Linked DNA regions of Mus musculus: region 1 is linked to region 2. The links are chromatin contacts, called in public Hi-C maps. All regions are on one chromosome and are shown on one strand. The core of a region is the stretch at or near the end of the contact, and the rest is flanking DNA. Distances in the headings are between cores, read along the strand shown. Region 1 overlaps Ebf1 (early B cell factor 1). Region 2 overlaps Ebf1 (early B cell factor 1).

Evidence for each region. Hi-C and Micro-C count contacts between places; a contact is called where the count stands out from the background.
Region 1: a contact with region 2 is called in a Hi-C map of centroblasts, with 3 times the contacts expected there. The contact joins two enhancer-like sites. A contact is called at or near these places in 1 of 15 datasets of contacts at CTCF or cohesin (the NIH/3T3 cell line), 19 of 484 Hi-C or Micro-C datasets (B cells, the C10 cell line, the C2C12 cell line and 10 more), 11 of 115 datasets of contacts at active chromatin or transcription factors (the 230-238 cell line, embryonic forebrain, embryonic hindbrain and 6 more) and 4 of 9 other capture datasets (adipose tissue, embryonic tail, embryonic trunk and 1 more).

The regions. Positions count from the first base shown.
Region 1 is chr11:44,629,130-44,636,153 of GRCm38.p6, forward strand. It overlaps Ebf1 (early B cell factor 1), which reads left to right. Exons shown (of 16, transcript NM_007897.3): 5 at 3,622-3,695. Among named protein-coding and RNA genes, the nearest start is that of Ebf1, 15 kb to the left of the region's middle. Within about 2 kb of position 3,997, at least 11 of the 459 cell types and tissues checked have an H3K27ac peak or open chromatin away from gene starts, as enhancers often do. A contact at or near this core is called in B cells, the CH12 cell line, centroblasts and 2 more, where this site is marked.
Region 2 is chr11:44,763,308-44,770,726 of GRCm38.p6, forward strand. All of the region lies in intron 6 of Ebf1 (early B cell factor 1), which reads left to right. Among named protein-coding and RNA genes, the nearest start is that of Ebf1, 150 kb to the left of the region's middle. Within about 2 kb of position 1,959, at least 23 of the 459 cell types and tissues checked have an H3K27ac peak or open chromatin away from gene starts, as enhancers often do. A contact at or near this core is called in B cells, the CH12 cell line, centroblasts and 2 more, where this site is marked.

The DNA.
Region 1 (7,024 bases), core at 2,747-5,246, 130 kb before region 2:
GGAGGAAGTTCTGCCTTTGAATTGCACAGGAAAGCTTGCTCCCTTAATGTGAGTGCAGTTTACTCTAGGGACAGGAATTTTATCCTTGCTATCCCATGGTAGACTCCCACTCTCTTCTACTGCAGAATTTTCCAGAAGCAGGTACCTCTTTTTCTGACCCTGTGCCTTGAGAACTCTTCTTATTCTATCCAGGCACAGGGAGGGGAAAGGCAGAGGGAGAGGGAAGGCAGAAACCTCAGATTCCAGATCTCCCCAGAGTTCTTAATTATTTCTGAGTAAATCCGAACTCTTGGTTTCATTTTTCTATGCTTGATTTGGAGAAAGATTCTCTGTTTTGACTCCACCGCCAGAAGCAAAGTGGTAGCTCGGTATTTGGTAAAGAGATGCATTATGGAGGGACTGGGCCTTTAACAAGTGATGTTCAGTTACCAAGGAGAAAACACAGGACTTCTGGGAGTCCCTGTCATCCATTGCCTGGGGGAGTCCTCAGTGGATTTGCCTTGAAGCTTATTATTAACTGGATATTATCATGGCCTCATTCATTTCAACTAGCAGCCTTGGTAATAATGATGTTTATCCCATCTAGAAAGTTCCAAACGGAGATCTTATGTAATTGATATGCCTGCCACGCCCTCCCCATAACATTGTTTCTTCTCTCCTGCCACCTCCCTGTACCAGCATAGAAGATTTTTTAGACCTGGAAACTGACTAATCGATTATTATTATTACTATTACTATTATTATTATTATTATTTTAGTTTAGCAAGGCAAACACTGAAGCTGACACAGAGGTTATGTAGAGTTTTAGGAGAACATAGAGCTGATTTAGTGATAATAGGAGTTAGCAGAAATGCGTCATTTGAATTTTTTAGCACTAGACTTGAGATCCAATCAGTAATTTACTGTGTTTTCTTTCTTCCTTTCTTGAATTTTTTTAAAAAAAAACAGTGATGGCAGAAAATAGAAGAGACACATACATGTTTTTAAAAAGTATTAAAATTATTTATTATTTAGATTGTGTGCTCGAGTGCACACGCATGCTCATATATGTGTGAGGGCTCCTGAATGCTGCAGTGTATGTGTGGAGGTCAAAGGACAATTGTTGGTTCTTTCCTTTCACAGTGTTAATTGATCTCAAGGCTTTTTGGCAGACATCTTTACCTTCTGAGCCATTCCACTTGCATCAATTTTTGGTTTTCAGAATATTTTTAATTAATGCATTTTCTTGAATAAAGCAACTTTTAGGGCATTTGAAGAAGCCTTTTAAGAATATTGGCAAAAGGGCCAGTGAGAAGGTTTAGACGGTAAAGGGGCTTGCTGAGCAAGCCTGGAGACCTGAGTTCAGTTCTCATCTCCACATGATGGAAAGAGAGAGAACCAACTCCTGAAATTTGTTCTTTGATCTTATACACACCACACACCACACACACACACACACACACACACACACACACACACACACAAACACTCACAACACACAAACACTCACAACACACACACACTCACAACACACAATGGCATTAGCCCTCCCAATTTGATAAACAAATATAATAAGAATAAAGGAAGAGTTATGTGTTCACACTAAGACTAGTGACGAAAGATTTGACACATCAAAGGACTTTAACACGGTGCAAGTTATTGCCCCAGAGCACAGTGATAAGATGTAACCTTATATTGTGAGAAGCTAGCCTGTGGTCACTGGTAGATGGTGAGCATCACTCTAACAGAATGAGTCAGAGTATATGCTGTTCCTAAACCTGTGGATAAGGAGAACCTGGTTCGGAGGGAATTCAGCATCGCTCTGTGCTGTTGTCCCACCTTGAAGTCTAAGACTTTCATATGAGCTGGAGAACCAGAATAGAACCCAAACGGAAGGATATTCTACAAAGTAACTGTCCTGTATTTGCAACAATGTCAATGCCATGAACCACAACGACTGGAGGATATTCGGAATGAAAGGAGACATGACAGCTGAGCGCGGTGATTAGCACAGGATTTTCTTTCGCTGTAAAGGACATTATTAGGTAATTGGTAAATCTCAATAAGGTCTGGAGATTAGATTATTCTATTGTATCAATGCTAATTTTCTGATTTAGATAATTGTGCTGCGATTATGCATGAAAAAGCCTTGTTTTCAGGAAATGCATGCAGAGATATTGAGGATAAATCTGCAATTTGCTAAAAAGTGATTTAGGGGGAAAAAGAAAAATAGGAAGCAAATTTAGTAAAATGCAGGCGTTTGAGGAATCTGGGCAATGAATATCCATCCTGGGCCTCTAAGCATGTTCTTTCAACCGTTTTAGAAGTCTACAGTTGAAGTAAAAACAATTTATTTATTTTTAAAATACAAGGTTATGATGAGCTAGCCATAAAAGGTAGGTAGTTTTGATAGACCAATGTTAGGGATGTGTGCTTTTCTTTTTTTCCTTCATTTTAATTTGTTGTAAAGTTAGCTTTGCTCTGTGTCTAGATACTGTAAACTGTAATCAGGTCATGACCCAGGGATCTGTCTACACTGGGTCTTAAGTCACGGTGGTTCTGTCTCCAAGTTCAAAACCATGGTGCATGAGAATGACCAGTTAGGCACAGAAGTCCTTTTATGAACCACATAATAATAAGAATAACCTCTGGTTAATTTAAATAGTTTTTGTCACTAAGAAACTGAGGGTTCTGTGAATGTGTGAAAGTAATTTTATTAACAATTTGAAGCTGTGTTATATTAGTATTATGCAGTGATACAGTGTTAAGTGAGTTAAATGTATGCTGATGCAGAAGCCCAGTCTACCAATAGCGTTGTGTGTCTCTTTGGCTGGGACAGTGACCTGTAGGTCCATGAGCAAGCTTGAGGTTTTGGGGAACTTGGTGGGTGTCCCAAAGCAAAATGTGATTGTGTTGCAAAAAGGAAAAGAGAGCAAAGCGCCCGTGGCTGGCGGTTGAGGGAATCCAGATTTTGAGAGTGAGATGTAATTCTCTGCTTAAGGAGCTGACTCTGTGATTTCACCCCCCCACACAGCATATGCTGGCAAGGGTTCCCTTCTGGGCGGGTGTACACCCTGCAAAAGCGCTTGCTCTCAGCCTCTCGGTAGGAAGAGGGGGTTTCCCCTGATGGAATCGCTTCAGAAATGACTTTGACGATGCATAGACATCCAGCTTTCCCCATACCCATTTCCTGCTACTTTCCAGTAGAACACGCTGGGAGCAGTGCGGAAGCAAATGTACGTGGCTGGCCGATCAAACGCACATGGCCTCTCTCCATTTGAAATACAAAATATTGCAACCTCTTCAGCCTTCTGGATCTCCCCTCTTTATTGATTAGACTTATTTTTATTCTGTATTGAAAAGAGAATTATGGTTGTCTTGACAACAGATGCCTATCACATGCTTTGGTCCAAAGATGTGCATAATGAGGTGGCTGATAGGGCAGAGAGGATCAGATCCCATTCCACTCAATTTGGGCTGATCCTGACCAATGTGTCCTGAAATAATCAGCCCAGTGAGGCTTTTTGCTCCTAAAAGTTAATTGGCCCCCAGCAGGGGCGAGGCAGTGAAGAACGGGATTGTTATACATAACCCTCTGCTACTTGTTTCTATTTTTAGCTAAAAACATGCCTTTACTTTCAGGCCATAGTGTATGAAGGCCAAGACAAGAACCCTGAAATGTGCCGAGTATTGCTCACACACGAGATCATGTGCAGGTAAGAAATTTCCTCTCTCTTTCTCTCTCTGAAGTAAAGATGAATTTGGATCTCAAGTCTAGGTGAAATCAGTTCCATTGGGGGGTGGGGAATATGTTTATTTTGCGTTTGGTAAATGGTCTGGAAGAATTATCAGACACATTTGGTAATTTGGTCAAGGATCATGTCGGTTCTCAGTTGTTTATTACATTTCATCTTGGGAGACATTAGTTTGCGTTTTTTGGTACCTCACTGTTCATGGCCACAGAGCAGCAACCTCCCTCTTCCTTCGCAGTGGAGTGACATAGAGTATAATTTCCTTTTTGGTGACATTTGCACTCATCTGCATGCTTAGTAAAATATGAGTTCTCTTGAAGTCAGCAGAGGCTTCTGTTGGGGGCAACTTGAAAGTCATACTTCCTCCTTTGAGTTCTGCTTACTATAACACCCCATACCTGAGCCTAAACTCATCTCTGTCTCTTTCTGTCTCTGTCTCTCTCTGTCTCTTCTTTTCTCCTGTAGATGGTCTTTTAGTAATCCTGTTCATATCTGAGCATGAAGCTAATATTTCTTGGGGGTGGTTTGCTTTGGGGTTTTGGGGGAAGGAAAATGAAAAGGAGACCACAAAAGGTCTAATAATTCATGTTCCTCACAGATGAATCTCTTTCTGCTGTGATCATGCTGAAGTGTCATCTGAGACCACAGTGCCCCTTGGTGGCCTCAGCCAGGCCTATGCAGCAGAGGGATAAGGGCAGCCTTTTAACTTACACTCTTATTCCTTGTAAAATAACCCAGCATTTTGCTCTCAACATCTCCCAAGTAATTAGATAAAGCAGGGAGATGCCACACTTGACATCAGAGGAGAGTTCCTAATTGCTTTGTTAGCTGAGCAGCCTCTCTCTGGCACAATGTGTGTTTGGCTGGTGAATGTCACTGACCAGTCTACATGGGTCTTCAGCTGCCTTCTCAGCATGGGAAGCCCTTACCGGCCACTCATGGACTCTTGGGGCAAACAATCTTACAACTCTACAGGTGGAAAAAGACTCAAAAGTGTGTTGTGTTTTCCGAGTGACATCCCAAACATTAACATTTGTATCTATAAAAATTCTGCTTTTTTTCTTTTTAGAAATACTTCTGATTTATAGTTCTAAGATATATAAGCGCTTCACACATTTTCACTTCAGTGATTTATAAAACCTGTTAATTATTCTAAAAACCAGGTTGTTTTTTTTTTTCCTCCAGACTTAAGACAGTAGTGGAACACTCCTAAACAGGGTGGAATTTCTTCATCAGTAGAACGAGTTAGTTTTACCCTGTGTGTATGACCTGGATATAATCTGGCTGAGTGGCACCTTTTTAGAAGGAAAGGAGCAAGCCCCGGTTTAAAAAATGTAACCTAAGTAAATCGTAACCTCGTCTGTGTTACTGTTCCCCCAACCACAGCTCTATCATTTTAGCCTTCTACAATTAACACGCCATTAGACTGCCCTCTCCATGTAGAGCTGCGTGTGGCTGTAGCAGAACAGGAAACAGGAAGATGGATTTCAGGAACAGGCCAAGCACTAGCTATACATCATCGATTTGCATTTCGTATCTGCATATGTTTGGATTATGCTGGAGAGAATTCTATTCCTGAACTACTTAGAGATATATTATGCCTCTCATGCGCAGGGCCCCCCTCTATTAATGCAGTTTATATTTTCCTTGTTTTTAAAATTCATTGGTCCAAAGTGCTTTATTATGCTGGTTGGTGTGCTTTACTGCTCGCGTTCTCTCTATTTTTCAGAAACATAAAAATAGCAAAAAATAAAATTCTCAAGCCATGGAAGGCAAATGACGCTGTTTGTACCGAGTGGCTAAGAGGGAAAGCCATATTCCAAATGTCATCTTGCTAATGTTACAGATTACTGCTCTCTCCGGCTGCCTATAGATGTGGAAGGGGTACTGTTTGTTTACAGGCTACCATGACCCCATTACACAAACCTGTCATCTATTGTGTGGCTAACAGTCTTTTAAATTGCAAATCTGATGCTCTTTAGGGGGCTTTAGGAAAAAAAAATTCTCACTTTCCATACCATCCTATTTCTCTTGATTTCTTGCCTGTTGTAAGTGGAAGTTGGGATGTGCTGAATTTGCACCAGGGGTGCAAATGCAGCCTCAATTATAAGCATAAAATTAGAATCTGTTCACCATTAATCAGCCTGGCTAATTGCTATGCACCACCATTAGCCATATGGTGTGAAAGACAGCTTGCTCTCCCCAAGATAAAATTTCTTCATTGCAGACATGAAATAGTGAAGGCCCTGGATTTTAAAATAGCTTGTTTTAGATATTTAATTTCTAAACAACTTTCTGCAGTGCTTTCTGTCAAAGCTAACGGCACAATAAAACTTTGCGTTGATGTCACAAAAGCTGTATGTTTATAGTACACTGGCTATGATGAAGGAGACAGAATTTCGATCCACAAGAAAGGGCTTGGTGCGTTCTGTTCATTACAGGCAAATGGAAGGGAAAAGGAAACGATAAGCAAGGGACAGTCCTGTCTCAGGTGCTGTAAATTAAGAAGAAGGGGGAGGAGAAGGAGAGAGAGAGAAAAAAAACATTGTGTTTTGTGGAGAAGGTGACCCCATTGTGTGACATGGCTAAAGAAATTACCATCATTAGTTTATAATTGTTGACACTGAGAGAAAAACTCTCTTTGATTTGAAGATGCAGAGCACTTCTGCCTTTGGTGACTTAGAATATCACACCAGTCATTTATGGTTGTGAAGTTCTACAGATAATATGGCTCTATGAATCCTTTCATTTATTTTTTTAAGAGTGGGATTCTATAAGGGGTTTGCTTATATGAGTACCCTAACTTCTGTGTTTCAATGCAAATGAAAACTGGGGACTCAGCTTAGTAGGGGGACTTGATACCCAGCTCTCCAGCAGACTTCAGGCGGCAGGAGTTCTTCATTTCCAGTACCCAGGGAGATGGCAGGCCAGAGGCACCTATCTAAGGAAGGTGCTTGCTTGCTTGCTTGCTTGCTTGCTTGCTTGCTTTATTTATTTATTTAACATAAGTACACTGTAGCTGACTTCAGACGCACCAGAAGAGAGAGTCAGATCTCATTATGGATGGTTGTGAACCACCATGTGGTTGCTGGGATTTGAACTCATGACCTTTGGAAGAGCAGTTGTTGCTCTTAACCATTGAGCCATCTCTCTAACCCCCAGGTTCTTGCTTATTTTATTTTGCAAAAGAACCTTGAAACTCTCAAGGCTAGCCTGCTTATGTGATAGGGTGGGTTTTTGTGTTTTTTCCTTACTTGTTTGCAGGTTTAGTCTGATTGCCTCCACTCAGTTAT
Region 2 (7,419 bases), core at 709-3,208:
TGTGGTATCTCACCGAAGTATTAGATTCCTTGGTAGCATAAAATTATGAAGGAGAGTGCAGCTAGAGTTTGACCCGATTCCAAATCTTAGCCTTGTTATTTATTAGCTTTGAGGCCTTCAATGTGCTTTTAACTCTCTCTCTCTCTCTCTCTCACACACACACACACACACACACACAAACACAACTTATACACACATACACGAATATATATATGTACATGCACACACATATACATGTATGCATATAATCAAATACATGTACTTATGTATGTACGCATATATGTATACTTGTATGTGTATACAAGCACACATACATTTACAGATACATGGGCACACACATATGTATACACTAACACATAAGGACATATGCATATGCACGTAGATACATACAAATATGGACACAAATGCTGATTTATTAATTAAATTCAGTGTCTACCACCTCCAAGCAGGAGTTTGCAGCATATAAATAGCAAATAAAACCAGTAAGTATTTGTCGTTCCTAAATTAATGAAGAGATGGATGATGGATGGATGGTTATTATTACAGTTAACCCCCTTCAGATATTTCATAATTAAGCATCATCCTGTTCTTTCTTTTCGTTTTGGTTGCTGCCTAAACCTACAGTACCTATGAACCTCTCCAGTGCAGGCAACACTCATTCCATGAGGGTATAATTAGCCAGCAGAGATCTGTCCTAGAAAAACCATCAACTGCAATCAGAAATCCTGTGTCTCTCAGGGAAAGGTGGTGACTGAGATGGGACTCCATCATTTTACATGGCTTCCAAAGATGAGCAGCAGAGAGTTTGCAGGAGTTTTCTGAAACATCAGAACAGGGTAGGATGGGTTCATTTGCAAGTCTAACCCTTGCTTGCACGGGTTGAAATTGGCTTGAAACCAATTTGACCTCATGTGAAACCCTGGCTGTTTTGTGCTGGACAAAACAATGTGGCTTGGCTACTGGTGATACCAAACAGGGAGGGCTGAAGTTTTATGCTGTTGACTGAGACCTGAGTTTGAATCTTACCTCTGCCAATTACTGGATATAAGGTCTAAAGTTGATATAAATGCATTCCAGTTACTTCTCTGCAGTGCCCGCTCCCCTCTGAGGATTGCAGGATAAAAATAGACCCGGCACACACCGGCCTGTGTTGATTCAGGTTATTTCCCCCTTAGTAGTAATTCAGTTTCCTTTTATGTGTATTCAAGGCTCCACAAGTCCTAGTGAAAAATGGTCTGAGGAATGAGTAGGCAAGAAGTGCAGAGTGTCTCCATCTTGGACTTGTGCTCATAGGTTGGTGTCCAGAAAGAGTGTTCAGTGCTTCCTAGTCACAGACACAGAGAGACTGTCCAAGAGGTTAGCGGGCCATACGACCTCTGCGCCTGCCACACTCTTACCAGCCTGCACTGGCTTGGCAGGAAGCTTGAGGTTGCTGAAGTAAACCCCCTATTTCTCTTTAGGCCTGAACAGACACCAGTAATCATTATCAAACAGATCAAACAGCACCCTCTTGTTAAGTAGGGGCCACCCTGAAGAACAATTCCTCACACGCGATGGTTTATCCATTTTCACGGGGCCAACTCACAAAGGCAAATGAATTAAAAGCAATTTGGAGTTGCATTCAGTATTCTCAAGGCAAAAAGCGGCCTCCAGCATCTTTGCTGAGAGTCTTGGAAATCCGTGTCTTCGACAAGCCAGTCTCTCTGGCCTCGGTGATCGGCTTCTATTCAACCCGTGATTTAACTGGATTGATCGGAAGTAAGTCCTGAACTCTAAAGGAGGGTCCTCAGCTGGCAGCCCCGAGGCTGTGCCCTGCTCTGCCCCATGACTATGTGAGCGTTTACAGATGAGGTAGGAACCGAAAGTGGCAAACAGAACAGCCTGAGAAAATGATGGTCAATCGAGTAGAAAAGTCCACTATTTGCATCAGTACAATAATACACAGGCACACAAGATTTTCAGTTCCTCAAACCCGAGGAGTGGCCAAACAGTACCGTGTGAAGTCTGACATCCTGCTATACATATATATGTTGGGCAGGCTGGAAAAATATAGTAAAATCCCCTCTTGTGTGAGGGGACCTCTGCATAGTTCTCCCTAATTATGGAGGCTGCTGCTCTCTCCTCTTCTTTTTGTTTTCCCCTTCATTTTTGCCCTTGCCTTCTTCTCTTTCCCTCCCCTCCCCTTTCTCGTCCATTTTCTTGTGATTTCAGGTTGTTAGTAAACTCAATTATGAAATCCTAGCTTTAAAGTCAGCTCAGGGGGCAGCAAGATGGACCAGGTGGTAAGGGCAGTGACTTGAGTATCTTCCCTGGAATCCACATGGTGGGAGGGTAGAAGTGGTTCTTAAAAGTTGTTCTTGGAACCTCCAGACTTGTGCCATGAATGGCAACAGGGATGCCTCTGCTCCCCACATTCCCAACACAATCAAGAGACGATGAAAACATTTCAGTAAGATCTAAGGCTACACTACGTGACTTTAGGCATCCTCAGCACATGTTAATCCCTCCCGTTGTCCCCATCCACTCTCCTAAACCTTAAGATGCCCAGCTCTTATAAAACTTTGAAGTTCTCACTCTCTAATACACAGAACATTAACAATCCTTAAAGACAATGAAGGAAACCTGTGGCTGGCTTCTTATCTTTCTCAAGGTAAGAGGTTTGACTATTCTCTTCAAAGCTTTCCTCCTCCTCCTCCTCCTCCTCCTCCTCCTCCTCCTCCTCCTCCTCCTCCTCCTCCTCCATTCCTTTCCTCCAGTTGAAAATATAGAGCAAGACAGAAGTGGCCTTGCAGAGATTTGAACTTGTGACTCAAAGCACTGATTTCATGCAAGAGACCCATGATGTCTGGGCTGGGAGATCAAAGCCCTTGGTTTTGGCCTCACAGCTTCTGCTGTTTCTTTCTGGTACAGGATGAGGGTTTATGTCTTTATTTATCTATGGGGCTAGCAGAATCCCAGTCTGTCGTAATGGTAAATAAAACGTGTTGGAGTTACTATGGAGAAGAAAGGAGCAATTACAACTGCTTAAAACAGTATTAAAATATACTTAAGCAGAGGTTTGCCACGTAAACACACAATTAAAGCAGGAATTTGTGATGGATGCAGGAGTTTGACGGTCCCAGACATACTGTTTACTGGGGTAGTTAGCAGATGGATACGTCAACTGATCCCAGATGTGCAGCCTTTAAATGGGAACACACATCTTACTGGTGATGTATGCCTGCAAGTAGCAACAAATTACTTTCTGTTTAACTCTTACCTATTGAATGCAGAGCTATGTAGTACTCAGTGGATATATATATATATATATATATATGTATATATATATATATACACATATATATATATACATATATATATAATTTCCTTATTCAAAAGTGGTAATTGAATATCTGAATATCTAGAAAAAAAGAAGTTTTGTGCAAGTCATTTTAAAAGAACAGATTGAAGTAGGTTCACTTTTCTCTTTTAAGTCCAGATATCTGATCCTTCTATCCCCAGCTACAGTGTTCAGATATTTGCAGCCAATTAATTCTTAGGAAATTGAATCTGAACTGAATTAATTTTTTCCTTTTAGGGCAGATGAAGCAACTTTTAGGTAAGGAGAGGGAAAAAAATGAAAACAGCTTTTGTGGCACATAATTCATACAACTAATGAAAAGTGTGATATCACTGTCCTTTCGAATAAAACAATAACAAAACACCAAGCCACAGAAAGGCGCTGTATTGTTGTATTTGCTGTTTAAATAATTTAGCTGCAAAAAGTCTGAAGGCTGCTTTAGCTGTAATTAATTATTCATTAATGACATGCTAATTGCACAATACCTTTGAATATTTAACAGAATGCAAAAAGCCAGGCTCTGAAGTTATGTTTTAATGCAAGGGAGGGAGGGGAAATCCTGTAGTCCATCAGTGTAGGACACTGCATGACAAAAAAAAAAAAAATCTTTTTTTTTCCAGATATGAGGTAAAGTAGGAGTAATGCCCTACTTTCCAGCTACCCTCCCTGTCCAGTCACCCTTTGTGTCATAGAATATAATGTCCTTATCTAGACTTAACAATTGACAGGGTGGTAAATCCCTTGACTTTTGTCCAAATGATTTCTCTACAAAAATGGGTTAATTATCGCCTTTCCCTAGCTTTTTGACTAACAAAAGGCCTTGGATCTCTTTTTTCTTTTCTTTCCTATTTACTGTAAGGAGCCCTTTGAAATGTGATAGTTTAATCGGCAACACCTTCTGCAGAGGGATACTGAGAAGCCAGCCTGGCCCAGCCTGGAGCTCAGGTTCCTGTGTGAACATTACCACGGTTAGAAGATATGACCTTCATTATGCCAAAGCCATCCTGGACTTTCAGGATGAAAAAGAAAGAAAGAAAGAAAGGAAAAAAAAAAACCAAACCAAAAAATCTCCCCCAGTGCTCCAGAGTGGACTTCTTTTTTTTTCCTTGAATAAAGGATGGCGGTTTTTAAAACAGTGTCTTTTGGTGGACAGGACGGCTAAAGGGCAGCTGGATTGAGTTGGCTTAGTTGTGTTTCATTAATTCCCTCCGAGACCTGGTGCTTGCATCTCACTGCACTCTGTGCCTGTTGGGAAGCTGTGTTTATCTGCAAGCCAGGGACAGTTTTGGTAGTGGCTAAGCAGAGAACAAGACTCCGCTCCCCAACTTGTTTTTATTTGTCTTGGTCCAAACCAGAGAGGCACCAGCCCCTAATTTAGTGCCCAGCAGTGAGCTGTGTGGCAGCTTGTCTTTGTGGTTGAGACTCTATTTCATGCACTAGGGCCTACTTAGTCATAGTTTGCATTTCACTCCCATTACTATTAATGGCATTTAGGAATGCACATTGGCGGGAAGAAGACCACATTGAATGAGTATATTATGGGAGAGATGAGGAATTAGCATACTCATGTCTGGTCTATGATAGATTTTACTGTGGCCTGGAAGATTTAGCAATTAAGTGAGAAATCCCCATTACAAACGTGCACCTGCTAGAAACAAGACAAAGAGCAACAAACCCCAGAATGTAAAGGAACAACATTGCCTAAGGTTGACACCTAATTCCCCCTCTTGTCTTTATAATATTCTATCATTTGGGAAATGTTACATCTGCTCATAGCTGTTGTTAAACAGGGCAATGTAAAAATCCAGTGCCTGAGTGATAAATGAATGACAGGGGAAGGCAGACCCGGCCAAAAGTGTGTCAGGGTCAAAAGTGTATTTATAGTCGACTTGGGAAGTCACAGCTCACTAAGTGAAAAGAGAAATGATGTAAAAGTCCGGTCTCATCTGGCAATATGTGAATCAAAGCATGGGTGATTGCACAGCGGCAAGCCACACACAGGGTTCAGTTGACAGATGCGTTTTCTTGGCTTAAATGTCTAAGTTTGGATTAATATTTTAGAATTGGAAGATTTGTGTTAAGATCCAATAGCCAACTTCTCTCAGAACATCAGGAAGTCCAGAAACTGAAGCTTCAGTTTTATCCTTCAGTTTCTGTTCCATCCTGGTGACAACTGGCAGGTGCTTGGGTACCAGGGACTTTTCTCTGCAGTTGGCTTGTACCTGCCTGTGCCTATAGTTGGAAGATGGGAATCAGAGGTATGAGTGTGAGTTGGAATGAGAAGAGAAGGGTTGCCTTATAGACAAGCTCCTCTAGTGGACCCCACACTCTTCCATGATGTTGAGCTATGACAAGATTTCAGAGGCTTTGGGTCACTCATTGATGTCCTCCTCTTCCTCATACTGAAAGATGTCACCTATGGTTGTCATCTCCCAGGCTATCAAGAAATTAGTCCTTTGCCTTCCTCATGGTTCTCAGATCAGTGCCAATTTCACCAATGTGACTTATTGTGATTCTTTGTATATCTCAAAATAGTGCCTTCCTGTGACTAAGGTACTGGGCACTTTCCATAGGAATCAAGGGATGATGGGTTTCTTTTGTTTGTTTGTTTGTTTGGGTGGTTTTTGGTTCCATCAAGGCTGGACTCAGTAGCAGTCAATGAATAGCCCCAGACTGTGATAGGAGAATGTCTCTGTGAGCAAAATTTTGTTGAGAAATATTAGTATGGAGAATTCCCAGTTTCTATTGACTCCTGGCTCGGGGCTTCCAGCCTCTACTGCTTACTTCACATTGGGAATACTCATTAAGAATGAATGAATGATGGAGGTACCCAAAGCCACACTCCCTCCATAGTCCTGAGGTGAATGGCAGTCTTGAAGTGGGCAGGAATGTCAAGAGAAGCCAATTTCATGAGTCTTATTTAGAGATCTTCAGGCCAGGAAAGAGACAAGCGTCAACAATCCATGTCTCCTTTACTCACACCCTGTAGAGGATAGCCTGGAATTTTCCATGTTACTGAAGAGTGATGGGGAAACATCTGGGACCAGGCACCCTCATACACCTCTGGGAATTGCTTAAAAGTGGTGCAACATGAATCTCCCAAGTGGAAAATGGTGTTGTGCAGGAGAGAGGCTCAAACATGACTGAGCACAAGAACGCTTCCTCCCCCTTCAGGTCTGGATTGAACTGGAGACTGGGATTGCCAAGAATAGATCTGCTCTCCTAATCTACTGTGGGATGGATGTCTAACCTGTGAGAAGTAGAATGTGGGATTCTTGGATCAGGGTGGGGAGACTCCACATGATTTAAGATCTGTTCTCCGATTGGACAGCCAAGTCTAGATTGGATAGGTTTTATTTTATTTTATTTTATTTTATTTTATTTTATTTTATTTTATTTTTGCCAGCTAAGAAATTGCTTGCTGGTGATGGGCTGTTTTGGAAAATGCTTCAACATAGTCCTCTGCTGGTCTCTGTGCTTCTCCCTCTTGACAGTGTTTCATAACAGCAGGAGTAGTGAGTGTGTGTGTTCAGCAGGGAATGAAGGCCATAGAGGACTTGAACCTGCTCAGGATGATTTTGTGAACTGATAAGAGGCAGGGGATTGTGGGAGAGGTGATAGGCCGTCATCAGCATACAGAATAAGTTGAGGAATTCTTTCTGATGGTAAGGACTGTAGGAGATGGTATATGGTGTTAGCTAGCATTCTCTTGTCCACACGGAAGAAAGTCCCAGAAGACTGATATAAAAAAGTGTGTGTGTGTGTGTGTGTGTGTGTGTGTGTGTGAAGACACTGGCATTTCTGAAAGATGTCCCATGACTGACTCCTGTTGCAAATGTGCCTTTTACCACGGCAAGGTGATAAAATGCCACGACCCAATGCCAGAGTACAATTAAGGGCCTGTGGGATAGAGCAGGCAGCCACTCCACACTGGAGAGTTTTCATTGTATAATTAAAGTGAGCAGAGGGGCGGGAGGCAGGGAATACACTGAAGGAGAAGAAGCAATGGCTGAGGCATATTCAGACATGACATTTACAGATGTCGATAGCCATCAGGAGCTTGGCTCCTCTGCCCACGA